2 separate regions of the Mus musculus genome follow, and region 1 is linked to region 2. The links are chromatin contacts, called in public HiChIP or PLAC-seq maps. All regions are on one chromosome and are shown on one strand. The core of a region is the stretch at or near the end of the contact, and the rest is flanking DNA. Distances in the headings are between cores, read along the strand shown. Region 1 has its middle 150 kb from the start of Gm32727. Region 2 overlaps Kit (KIT proto-oncogene receptor tyrosine kinase).

Evidence for each region. HiChIP or PLAC-seq counts read pairs in DNA pulled down with a chosen protein or histone mark.
Region 1: a contact with region 2 is called in an H3K27ac HiChIP or PLAC-seq map of extraembryonic endoderm stem cells. The contact joins two enhancer-like sites. A contact is called at or near these places in 2 of 484 Hi-C or Micro-C datasets (the HPC-7 cell line and cortical neurons), 4 of 115 datasets of contacts at active chromatin or transcription factors (the HPC-7 cell line, cardiomyocytes, extraembryonic endoderm stem cells and 1 more) and 2 of 9 other capture datasets (adipose tissue and pancreatic islet).

The regions. Positions count from the first base shown.
Region 1 is chr5:75,823,181-75,830,058 of GRCm38.p6, reverse strand. No RefSeq gene overlaps it. Among named protein-coding and RNA genes, the nearest start is that of Gm32727, 150 kb to the left of the region's middle. Within about 2 kb of position 3,563, at least 70 of the 459 cell types and tissues checked have an H3K27ac peak or open chromatin away from gene starts, as enhancers often do. A contact at or near this core is called in extraembryonic endoderm stem cells, where this site is marked.
Region 2 is chr5:75,637,391-75,643,721 of GRCm38.p6, reverse strand. Kit (KIT proto-oncogene receptor tyrosine kinase) reads right to left here. Exons shown (of 21, transcript NM_001122733.1): 8 at 6,314-6,331; 9 at 4,564-4,757; 10 at 3,123-3,229; 11 at 2,897-3,023; 12 at 2,508-2,612; 13 at 2,285-2,395. Among named protein-coding and RNA genes, the nearest start is that of Gm32558, 35 kb to the left of the region's middle. Within about 2 kb of position 2,816, at least 19 of the 459 cell types and tissues checked have an H3K27ac peak or open chromatin away from gene starts, as enhancers often do. A contact at or near this core is called in extraembryonic endoderm stem cells, where this site is marked.

The DNA.
Region 1 (6,878 bases), core at 2,314-4,813, 190 kb before region 2:
TGGTGGGGCTCTCTGCCTGTGTGGCAGTCTGTGTCAAAGGTTGGCGGCTTAGCTTCACCCTGTTCATAAGTCTACAAGATGGGCATAGCTTGGTGGGGGCAACTTGTCTCTATTCCATGGGACATTAGCTGGGATAGCCTTGGAACGTACATGTTGGCTATAAACTGGAAGCTCTGTGTGGAACTATTAGCTGGGGACCTCCATCCTATCTATGTAGGATGCTCCCCAGGCTAAGACTGCCTTACCCATGGTAGCCATGTCCCAGGGGCAAGTGTTCCACATGACAGGCCACAGAAGCTGCCAGAACCTGTTCGTGAAAGAGGTCATGAAGGCCAGAAAGGGAGGTCTCCTGCCTCTCACTGGGAGGCATGGCAACTAAGTTAAATATCATATTTTAAAACTGTTATAGAGAACACATATCTTTAATACCAGCAGTCAGGAGGCAGAGGCAGCCTGATTTCTTTGAGTTCAAGGCTAGCCTGGTCTACATGGTAAATTAAAGGCCAGCCAAAGCTGAGACCCTGTCTCAAAACCAAACCAAACCAAACCAAACCAAACCAAACCAAACCAAACCAAACCAAACCAAACCCCAAATCTTCTTTCCTGGAACTTTTTGAGCATGGCTGTAATTAAGTGTAGGGTAGGTATTTGCATCCAATGCTCTGCTATCCCCAATATCATTTGGAAAATCTGTCAGGCTGGAGAAGTAGCTTAGCAGTGAACAACACTTGCTGCTTTAGCAGAGGACCCAGGTTCCGTTCCCAGAACCCACATGGCAGCTCACAACTCTCTGTACTTCAGTTCCAGCGGATCCAACACCCTCTTCTGAGCTCTATAGGAATCCAGCATACCTGTAGTGCACAGACATACATGCAGGCAAGCACTTGTATATATAAAATTACAAGTAATTAAATCACTTTAAAATTGACGTAGAGAAGGGAAAAGAAAAAGGGATGCATACACACAAGAGGCTGTCTGTCTAAGGACTGAGCCTTGAGATTCCCCGGCAGCTCTTGGGTCTTGGGAAGGAGATTCGGACGAAGCAGCAAAGGATGCTGAGAAAAAGCAGCCGGTTGGGAGAAAAAACAGGGAGTGGAACGGCTCATGACACCATTGGAAGGAGCGTGCTAAGCAGTGGCAAATAGTCACCTTCTTGATGGGGCTGATGGGGACTGGGGTGAAAACCGAAGGTTGACAGCTGGACTCAGCAAAGTAGAGATGAACGAAAAGTTTGACAGTGTCAAAGCCCCGTCACGTGGTGAATGTGATGAGGGTGGAAATGGAGGGCGATTAACAACTTGTTCAGGGGTTTAGTGATCAAGAGAAGAATGCTTGAGGTTAGTTGGAGGAAGAACTGGGACAAAGGAAGGTCTGGGTGGGAGAAATAACAATGTTCATAGGTTGTTGGATGAAGCCAAGAAAGAGGAAAAAAAATCCAGAGGGAACAAGGACTGTGGTAGCAATGTCGGTGGGCAGCTAGAGGGCGTGGCTTTGGCTGGGGGAGTGGTTTGCTCATTCACAGAGGTTGGAGAGTAGGAAGACATAAGTGGAGGTGGTGTTTGAAGTTCTTTTCTGATTGCTTCCATGTTCTGCTATGAGAAGACAGGATTAGGGTCCTCCTGCAAGGATGCAAATGGAGGTTACGGAAGCGCAAACCATGAAAGTTCACATTTGATGTCGGCAGTTCTGAACTTCAAATGACACTCAACAATGACCTTAGCTTCTCCAGCTAAATTCAGCTGCACAGATTCAGGCACAGAAGAGGCAGAGAATTACAACTAACCATCACTGGGTTTGTTTCCAAGTTCATAAAATGAAGCATAAGAGAGAGGTAAGGGATGGAGTGTCTATGCAGAGAACGTTTAGCCGTTGATCTTGGAGATCAAGCTGAGTCAGGAGGGAAATGGGGACCCAGCTGAGGTGAAGGCCCAGGTTATGGCTCATGTCTGTGGGGCTGGAGACTTGGAGGAAAAACACAGGCAAAGAGCTGGAAAGATAAGGATCCGGTGAGAGGGAGGGTGGTTGAGCTAAGCTCATAGCGGGTTATAGTGATGGAGAATGACGAACTGGAAGGTATGACAGAAGTGGAGAGCTGTGTCATGGGATGAGAAGACACTGAGATGCTGGGTAAGAAGAACATAATGAACAGAAATCAATGAGTGGGATCCAAGTTGGCACCCAAATGTGCAGGAATCTGCATTCAAGTGTAATATAATAAATTTTAATAGAAAGTTGGAAGTCAAAAATAAACATAAAAAAGAAAATGAAACTATATGTTATTCTCCTACGCACAAAAAGCCTCTCTCAATAACTGAGGATGTATCATCCCCGTGTGCCTTATATATGTGTGTCATACAAAAATGAGTCATTTTAGAACATCAGCGATTGAATGCTGTAGTATGGGCAGCTTTTCCCATTAATTAATATTCTTATATATTTATTTAATGACTATATAGGATGTTGCTTCAAACATACGCTAATTAGTCATCCAGTCCTATGATACAAAGTTTAAATTGGTTTCAGTTTTTACTGTTAGAAACAATAGGCGGATGAATGGGATTTCAGATGCCTTTGTACAGAGCTGTGACTGCTTATTCCTTGTGAAAAAGACTCTAGATTTATTGGGCAATTCCTCCCTCTGATGACCAAAGGGTATTCAGTATTTTGAGGCTTTTGGTACATACTGTTCTCTGGGCACCAAGCTGTCCTCTGAAAATATTTTACCAGTTTATAGCCATCTCAGTGGGATATGATAATGCTCAGGTCTCATATAATCTTTTTTTTTTTTTACCATGACCCCTAAAAAGGTATTTACTTTGGGAGATTGCTCAAATCCTTTCTGACTCTAGTCTGATGTTTCCACGGTGAGAATATGTGCTAGCATTTATTGGCTGTTGAGCCACAGGGCTAGAAGGCTTAACCTCCCATCAGAAGGCTTGGGGTGCCATTTTTAAATTGTTAGAAAGTTTTGTCCTAAAGCAGCACAGGATGGCAAAGTGGCTCCAGATGAAGGAAGAGGCTGCCAGCTATCTTGTCCTTAGGTGTTTTTTGTAGTGGCCCATCTTCCCTCCAGCTCGTACTTTCTCTGAGTATTGGTGTTCCTATTTCACAGACCATCATCCTTGCCGGCTCATTCTCAACACCCATGGACAGGAAGGTCACTCCAACAACAAACATGCTTGGATAGACTCTTCCTGCCTCCTGGCCCCTTCTTGCCAATTCAGCTCTTACTAGGAATTTGAGTTCTGCCTGTGCCTTTGTGGCCTGATATCTTCCATTTCACCTTAGATAACACTTAGTGAGCTGCTCTGTGGTTTATGGTGACACTCTCACGGTGGCACACCCATAATAATAGAAGCCCGCATATATACATTCTTCATTTCTCACGAGTCCTTCTCTCTTCTCCCTATCTGCATCTCTTGTCCAACCAACAGCATTTCCTTCTCGGTCTCCTCTCTAGAGAATTTTAAAAAGCTGTGGCTGTCGTCATCTTCCTGTGGCCACAACATGATTCACCGGCCAGTTAAGACGGTTTGACTCCAAGAGCAGAATAAACAAGAATCACTGATAAGGAGGGGGGAGGTTCCTCCTGTGACAGCACAGGGTTGCATAAGGCTCATTGTTCACCTTCAAAACAATGGCTTGTGATTGGAAAACAAAAAGAGACCATAAGAATGAACTAGCACCTGAATAAATGAAGTGATGTTTGAGAAAGCTCTGGCTTACGCAGACTGTTATCAGGGTATCCAGAAGTTGAGTCATGGTTTTCCCTTTTGCTAAGAGCTTGTTTGAAAGTGTCATTAGAACACCAATGAGTTTAAATAGAAGGAAAATGTTTTAGCTCCTTAGCACAATTGTTGTCCTTCAGAAGGGACTGAGAAGCAAAATCTGTGTCCAGACAATGAAATCTCACTCCAGTTGTTTAGTGCCAGATTAGGGTATCGTTTGTAGGGATAAGCCTGTATTTTTATATGCTGTTTCTCTAAGACTTCCATATGTGAACACACATGCACAGGTACTGGTTCAATTAACACGACATTATTTTTTTTAACAGACACATATGTACACCTAAAATGAGAGTTGTGTCTGTAAATGCTGTAGTCTTGTCCTAGAAAGAAGAACTTGCGTGAAGTGTGGGTTTTAGAGGGACTCTCTCTCTCCCCTCCCCTTGTTCTAAGTACAGGCTAGTGACTGTCATTAGTGCTGATCGTAGGAGCATGTGCCAAAGGGTGACAGAAGAGCAGTAATCCTTCATGTCAGCTGCTGGGTGTGATGCCACAGAGATGCAGGTCCTCCGAGGCTGCCAGGCTGCCTCCCTGCTCTGGGAAGTGGAAGCCAGTGATAAATGTCAATACACTTCCAATGGTTGGGAGTGAACCGGGCCTGTCTGGATCCTATGCAGGGGTGGCAGAGCTCAGGATCTAGCTGCCAGATGGCACTTAGGAACTAGGCACGTGGGATGCTTGGGGGAGGTTTTATTAGCAGAGACAAGTGGCCAGGCACCTCTGGGTGCCACCTTGTCCCCTCTAAGGACTCTCTTTCACTGCAGTGCACGTTCCAAGTTTCCTTTTAAATACCCATTAAGCACACATAAATACCCATTAAGCACACAACCATTCCCTTCCCCATTCCAGTGGCCGTGTTGAGATGCGACTGGAGAATATTGGATAAGGGGAATCACTGAAATAGGCAAGTGGATGCAGGGTGTCATGGAACAAAGCCTTGTTGCAGGGAGACCACCCCACTGTCAGAAGAAAGGATTTTTGTTATAGGTGGATTTTGTTTTGTTTTAGTGAGTGACAACATTTCTTTCGAAAGATATCGTCAGAGTGGAAAGGGAGATGTCGCTAGGACTCACTTCCTGACTCCCTGAAAGTGAGTCTGTGGGACAGCACTCAGCAGTACCAGAGAACAACAAACATACTTATTTTTCTTTCTGCTGAGTCAGGAAGAAAAATGCCTTTCCCACACTAAAACCCACCTTTGCGATTTTAGCTTCAATTTACAAAAGTGCCTCCTGTGGACTCGCTTCTCCTCCCAATCATAGAATCTGATGTAGAAATAGACCACAGATGGGGGTGGCCCCTGATTCTGATGTCACAGTTACCATGCAGCCAAGTCCTCAGCCCCTCAGGTCCTACCTGGCTTGACTCTCCATTAGCAACTACATCTTACTGAAAGTTGACCGTGTGACATGTGCCGTACACTTACTGTTTAACCTGTCACCATCTGTAAGGCAGGCCTTGCTGGTACCCCTGTCAGATGACAAAACTGAGACTTACAGGGAGCAGAACCCTGGCTCTGGTAGCACAGCTGGAGCGACTAAGCAAAGACTTGTCCATGTCTATGTTGACCCCAAAGCCTACCCCTCCTTACACTAATAATTACAGTAACTAACAATTAACAAGTACTTACTATTTTCCAGGCACAGATCTAGGTGTGTTTTCTATAACAATTCATTTAATTTTTATAATATCTTATATAAGGCATTGTTAATATCTTCTTACAGGTAGAGGAACTGAGACATTAAAAAAAAAATATTAACTGAATTGCCAAAGAGAATACAGCTTGTGATAGGTGAAACCAAGGTTTAAATTTGAGTTTCAGGAATTTAACTCTGGGAATCTTAAAAAACAAAAACAAAAACAAAAACAAAAGGAAAAAAACCCAAAATAAAAAACAAAAACTCTCTGTTTCCTGAAAACAGGTTCTTACTAGGTAGCCCATGCTGGCCTCAAACTCATGATCCTCCTGCCTCAACCTCCAAAGTGCTGATGAGACAGATGGAGGTCTCGTGCTTGCCCAGGCTCACATATCTAAGTGGCTGCATGGCCATGTGGATGCTGGCCTTCCTGCTTGCTTTCTTCCGGAGCAGCTGTAGCTGAAGAAGGCTTTTAGACCCATTTCTTAAAGATTTAAAAAAAAACTCTCTCTGGAATTAGTACCAACTCCCTTATTAGTGCCCGAACTTCCCTGCATCTCTAGGGTCTCTTTTGGATCAGGAATGAATGACTTTGCTAGTGTTAATGTAATTTCTGAGTAGCATCATTACCTCAGCATCTACTTGGGGGCTTCTGAGAAGGACCAGGCCTTGGTGCCTGCCAGTGCTGATGAACCAGAGTCTGCACCGTCAGCAAGATCCCCAGGTGACCCCCAGGCACATTAACCTGTTTTAATGTGGAGGCCCTAGCCTTGAAGGGCACCAGTCTCAATCTCAGCTGCATGCAGGAATCCTAGTGGTCCCTATGTAGAGTTCCCATAGCGGAGGCTTTGCCCCCTGGGTCTCAGCAGTTCACACACTCTCACCAGATGATTTCAGATTGTAGCTGATATTGAAAAGCACTGCTCTCAGATGGTCTTAAGTTCTCCAGCAAGGCCTTGGGGTTCACCGACATCTCCACAGCCAGACATCTGAATCTGCATCTGGGGAGTTAGCGTATCCCCAAAATGCTTCTCACCCACCCTGTGCTGTGTTAGGAGTTCACTTTTCCTTTCCTTTCCTTTTTTAAAATTACACTCATCAAAGAGAGCCAGCATTAGTGTGCTGCTGCTGCATATCCCAGTTTTCTGACTAGAAGCTTCGTCCTTCAACTACAAGGCCTAAGTGCTCTTCCAGCAGTCCAGACGTAGGATAGACTATTCACCCTGAAGAAGTCTACAGGAAGATGGATGCTAAAGAAAGTCTGGACACAGCAGATGATTTGCTAGTGAAGAAGTGCTAAAGATTTGACTATGTCCAGTCTATTTAAAAGCATTTTATTACCTATGATCGTAGTCTTGTAGTTAGCCCATAGGTGATAAAAATACACCAACTTATTGTCTAAGTCAAATGATTTATTTATTTTCTTATTTTTCCCCCATTTTGGTTCTTGAGACAG
Region 2 (6,331 bases), core at 1,567-4,066:
TATAGTGTGTGTGTGTTTTGTGTTTGGCACATGTGTTAGGTGCAGAGTGTGCGGCCCGCACTTTCGCCATGGTAGCATAGGCTTTTGCTGCAGTGGAGGCGGGACAATCTCCTCAGATTCGGTTTGCCGCTCTAAAAGAAATTATGCTGCGTTATGCCGTGGGGTGCAAGGCTAAGCACTGCACAGAGGATAGCTTGCTGTTGGCATCCTGTGGAAGGCACGTCTGATTGCATGAAGGTTCAGTGTCCTAGTTCCCTTTTCCCAGGAAAAACGACAGGGGAGCTGGCCAAGACCTCTCTGGGTGATGAGCCTAAGGGATGGTTTTGTGTAGGGCCCCTATGCTTGCACACTGGGGATCAGACCTCTACCTTCACCCATGAGGCTTGCTTGCAGCGATTAAGATCTGGCCATAGATTAATCAACATCCTGGCCTTTTGATGCACCTGCCGCAAGCAAAACACAATCTCCCCAGGAGTGGCTTGGCATGATAGAGAGGTAGTCAGTGATAAGACTCCCTGGGCATGTCACCAACCTAAGACAGGGATCAAACCAATGCTGTTTGTCACCCAAGGACGGGTAAGGGGCATGGCTGCGAGGGGCTATCTACAGACATTCTCTCTGCCAAAAAAGAAAAAAGGGGGAATTGTGGGGAGCGGGTGTGGCGGCAGTCCCAAAGGCGCCAGGGACTGCAGCTAAGTCATATGACTTGCACCTGACTTCCTCATATAAGACACAAACATCTTGAGTGCTGCGCAGGTGTACCAGGATACAGGTGAATCCAATTTGGTGGAGATTTGCCCCTGCTGCCCTGATTAGCTGAAGCCTCGTGACTGGCGAGGGGGCGTGGCCTGCGGTGCGTGGATGAGAGAGTATAAAAGGAGTGAGAGGCCCAGGGTTCGGGGGAGATATAAAAACAGGGGAGATATAAAAACAGGGGAGATATAAAAACAAGGGAGATATAAAAACGAGGGCGATATATAAACAAGGGAGATATAAAAACAAGAGAGATATAAAAACAAGGGAGATATAAACAAGGGAGATATAAACAAGGGAGATATAGAGAAAGAAGAAACAGGACTGAATAAACGTGTGCAGAAGGATCCTGTAGCAGCGTCGTTCTTCCTGGCCGGTCGTGAGCGCGCGCAACAGTTCTGGGTCCTCGCCATAATGTTATGATGAAAATGAAGAACCCTAGATGCAAGCCTAGTAGGGAAGTAACCAGGGAACAGCCAGCTAAGCCCATACTGGAAAGTGGCAAAAAAAAAAAAAAAAAAAAAAAAAAAAAAAAAAAAAAAAAAAAAAAAAAACAAAAACAAACAACAAAAAAAAAAACCCCTGAAACGGCCGGCCCGTTTTTCTGAGCATGACTACTTGAAAACACGAGTGGTTCCTCAGGATGTTTAAAAGCGCAGTTCCGAACTTAACAGGCAACTAATTGCCATGGGTAGATACTGTCGCATGAACAATTCATGGTGTGCAGAGTGCCGGGTCTGTGGGCTGTCCGGAGACGTTGTCTAAGCTGCCTACCATCCCATGGCTCTCTCAGGACAGACAGCACCAGCTCACCCTACACAGCTTTGTTCTGTAGAACAGTGTGCCTGCGCACCCTTGGTGGCACTCTGACTTAGGGGCTAGAGCCGCCAGCTTGCTTTTGTGGGAGTGAAAAGCTGGATCTACTTGGTGTACAGTTGAGAACTGGGAGGCTGGGGCCACTCTCAGTTATAGAAGGAAAATCAACATTAACTCTCAAATGACTGATTACGGCCCCCCGCATTATATAAAGCTACCTGCCCCCCACTGCTTATGCCATTTAAGGGGGAGAGTATTATAATTCAATACACACATATAATGCCTAATGAGGAAAGGCGGGGTGTAAGTGGCTCTGCATAAAGAGAAACCTTGTGTGTTCCCAAAAGCTTGTGGGAGTTTAAAATGTTGATCCACTGAGGGCAGAATAGAGGTCCTTAGGACTGTGGAGAGGGAGGGGAGAAATAAGAATCTGAGTAATGGGTACCAAACACAACTGTGATGAGTAGTTCCAACACTCGACCACACAGCGGAACAACTACAACCTACATTGCAAAATCATGACAAGACATGAGTCTGAAGGCTCCCAGCATAGAAATTATAAAAATCTACATTCTGAGGAACACTGTGGAAAACGAAACCTAGCAAAATAGAACAAAATGCTTGGTTAAAAAAAAAAAATCTCTCAAGTAGCTTATAGCTAGGCACTGCCTAAATCATACTTTGATAACCAGAGAGATGGCAACTCGAGACTCACCTCCCACCGTGCATGCGCCAAGCAGGTTCACAATATTCATGTGATTGCCCAGGTAGCTCAGGACCTTCAGTTCCGACATTAGGGCCTCTCTTTCTGTTAAATGGGCACTTGCTAAAAGGGAAAGTGATGTATTTTAGCAAAACAAAGCGTGGGGGCAGGGGGGAAGAACCTATTAGATAAACTGGTGGTGGGTACAGGGGGTGAGTGCCCCCGAAACACTTACGTTTGAGCATCTTCACGGCAACTGTCATGGCAGCATCCGACTTAATCAAGCCATATGCAGTGGCCTCAACGACCTTCCCGAAGGCACCAGCTCCCAATGTCTTTCCTTTAGGAAGGAAGAAGGCAGGGTCATGTCAGTGGGAAGACCAACCAACAGTTTGTGAGGTTCCCAAATCAACAAGGCAATGGAAGACATGTGTGTCTGGAGCCACTTCTCTACGGGGCTCTTTCTGCTAACCCTGCCAACTCCTGTGCAGTTTGACAGAAAGCACTTCTTGTTTTAGGTGAAACAAGACAAAGGAAGCCACTGCGGGTTCCTTAAAAAAAAAAAATCACGGTTACGCGTACACAAAAGGGCTTCTTCGTGGAAAGCCCCTGCCTCACACTGACCAAAACTCAGCCTGTTTCTGGGAAACTCCCATTTGTGATCATAAGGAAGTTGCGTCGGGTCTATGTAAACATAATTGTTTCCATTTATCTCCTCGACAACCTTCCATTGTACTTCATACATGGGTTTCTGGAGGAGAAAGGAAAAGAAAGATGTGTCACCCGCTGAACAATCAGTGCCTGCCCTGCCGCCTTGGCGTCCCCAGGAAGAGAACAATTCAATGCTCACCTGCAAATATTTGTAGGTGAGCACCATCACAATGATCCCCATCGCGCCAGCTGCAACCACAAAGCCAATGAGCAGCGGCGTGAACAGAGTGTGGGCCTGGATTTGCTCTGCAAGGAAGGGAACCATGATTGTGAGCCAGCAGCCGCAGGACAACAGCCTCGCCGCCACCACCACCTATCCCAAACTAAACCATTTCCCTCATGGCACATTCAGGGAACAAAGCTTTCTCTTGGTATTCAAATACATCATCTCTCCCTCTCCCTCCCTCCCTCCCTCCCTCCCTCCCTCCCTCCCTCCCTCCCTCCCTCCCTCCCTCCCTAGCTACCTGCCTACCTACCTACCTACCTACCTACCTACCTACATTTATTCTTGGTGCTAGGACTAGAACCTGGTCATGTGTTCTGGCAGAGCACAATACCCACAAACACATCCTTACTGGCTGCACAGGCATCTTTAAAGATGTAAGTTGAAACCAGAGTACAGAGAAACTGACATTCCTGAAGTAACACACTTAACGTTATGCTGCTTTTAATGAAAAGCTACATCTGAATGGACTGCCTCTCTGGGTGATTTACATTTGCTTCTTTCTGCTCTCTTACGTTTTCTAAAGTTTCTACAATGAACGTAAGTGTCTTCCACAGAGAAGAAAGACATTTTGGAAGCATCCTTTTCATTGCTCTGGCTGGGGAAATTAACAACAGAGAGCAGAGTTATGATGCGTCCCCTTCCTCATCCAGAAACTGAGGATATACAGCTTTTTGGCATGAGTCCTATGGCCAATGCTAAACACCACAGAAACTGGGCACTAAAAAACCTCAAGTGCCCTGTTTCCTTATCTCAGGTGTACCACAATGCCTTCAAAGGTCTGCTAGTCACTCAGTCGCTAGACAAGAAGCCTAGTCACAGCTAGACATAGAGGCTATCTACACAGCCTGCAGTGGGCTCTGTACCATTCTGACAGTGCAGATGGGTAAGCACTTACATACATACATACATACATACACATACATATAGAACAGGAAAAGAAAACATTTGCTGACAAGATCACATAAAAGATACTGTTAACATTTCGATACAGATGTTTAGCAAAATGTAACTCATTTTAACTGAAATTTTAAATTGAATTTAACATTTCCAACGTGTCCTAATTATACTGGTGTATACCCAACTATGACTGTACGTATATTACTCATTGTCAAGAAGTTCATAAAAACACACAAAGACCAGCGAAAGAAAAATAGTTAAGATTCCATCAGTAACTGCAAAACCTTCATCAGCAGACTAGTATGGGATGAGTTTGTGACGTTTGATGGTAGCATGGTGTACTGCTGTACTGTCGGTATTACTGGAAATGATATGACCAATACTGGAATGGATGTAAGATTATGGTATGGTAGACAGAGCCTAAACACCCCTTAAATTGGATTAAAAGGAAATATACCTTTGTTGTTACCTTTAAATGCAAAGTTAAAGAAGGCGGAACTCTTGCCCACATCGTTGGAGGCCTTACACTCCACCGTGCCGTTGTGCCGGAAGACGCTGGAGTCTATGGAACTCTGAACCACCAGTTTTCCAAATGGTGACACAGATACATTCTGGACCTGTACGTCCACTGGTGAGACAGGAGTGGTACACCTACAACAAGAGAACAGTGTGGGCTTACGCTGGTAAGCCAAATAGAAGCCTGCAGCACCTAGAGCTGGCATGCTTGTATGGCAAATCGGGGAACTCAGACTCCCTTTCCTAGGATGGCCCGAGGAGAAGGGAATCCCTGGGGCCCTGTGAGCGAGCAAGGCACTGCAGAAGAGCGGGAAGAGGAAGTGATGGTTTCAAGGTTGGATGTGGACTTCCATCCTGACTCTTAGTGCCCAACCTTGTGACTTCCACCAGGTTCTATGAATTCTCCAGGGTTAGGTTTCTATGGCTGTACCAACTCAAAAGACTCAAAAATTGACTCAATGGCTGCCAGCATCAGATCCTGCCATGCCAGACTCTCGGAAAGGATGTGTGATGGTCGAAGATCAGAAGAGGAAATTGGAAGAATGAAGACAAGAGAGACTCAAAAGGTGCAGGAGGGAGGTGCCCGAGATCCAGAGTTGGAAGCAGGTCCCATCATGTGGTGATGGCCACTCTGGCCATCTTCTAGGTGTCTTCTAAACACCTACACATGTCAGCTGTTCGCCCTGTATGCGGTCTCTTTCCACCCATAAAATACGGATACAGGCAAGGCAGAGACAAGGGCACAGCCTTGGACGGTGTACACCACACTAGCACTGAGCACACAGTTAGCTTCCATTTACACACTCTGCTGAGCAGGGGATACATACTCAGGCCATGGCACAGAGCTCACAGCGTCCAGAGTTTTTATGACCTCTTTATTGTTCCCCCAAACAAAACATTCTGCTAAAAACCCACACTAAAATAATAATTCGATACAATCAATCCTGATATGTTGTCCTAAAACATCTTCCACGATAAACAAAACTTCCACTACCATTCTGTTCACGAGGCCAAACTAGGCCTTTAAAGCTGGAGTCTAACACAGTGTTTTATGGGTAAAAAAAAAAACCCGGCAACATTGACCCCATTTTCATCTTCAGGTAATTCGAGAGGACAATTTAAGGCTTAAGTGTGGCCTCTGAGGGACTCTGAGCCACGCAGAGGCAGATGCTCCTTGTTTGGGGGCTGGGCACCTCACCAAGGAGAGACACTTTTGCAAACCCACTGCTCACAAACGCTGTATGTATGTGTAATTGTGCGATCATTACTTTTTTGGCTACTTGGCAATTAACTTCTGAGGTAATTTTTTTCATGGTAACTGCAGCCACATTTCCCACACACATTACCTCCTGTGTATAGAATGGAAATCTAATTACTCTGTCCTGGGAAATTGCTTTATCTACCTGCAGGCTAGAAATTGCACGATAAACCCAAAAAGATAACCACCCAAATAGAGAAGTCACTCAGCAATCATTTTTCAGCAAACAAAATTAATGTCGACCAGAAAAAATATAGCCATTATCCCTTCTTAAGAAGCCACACAGATATAGGAGGGGGGAAAAGAGTAATCAGAAGACAGCCTTTTATTCTAAAAAAAAATAAATCGCAAGTCCGAAAACACATTTGAAATTCAAGTGAATTATAGCCCTTCCCTTCTGCATTTTAAGCAGTGCCAAAAATAAACCTCTCACCTTTGCTCTGCTCCTGTA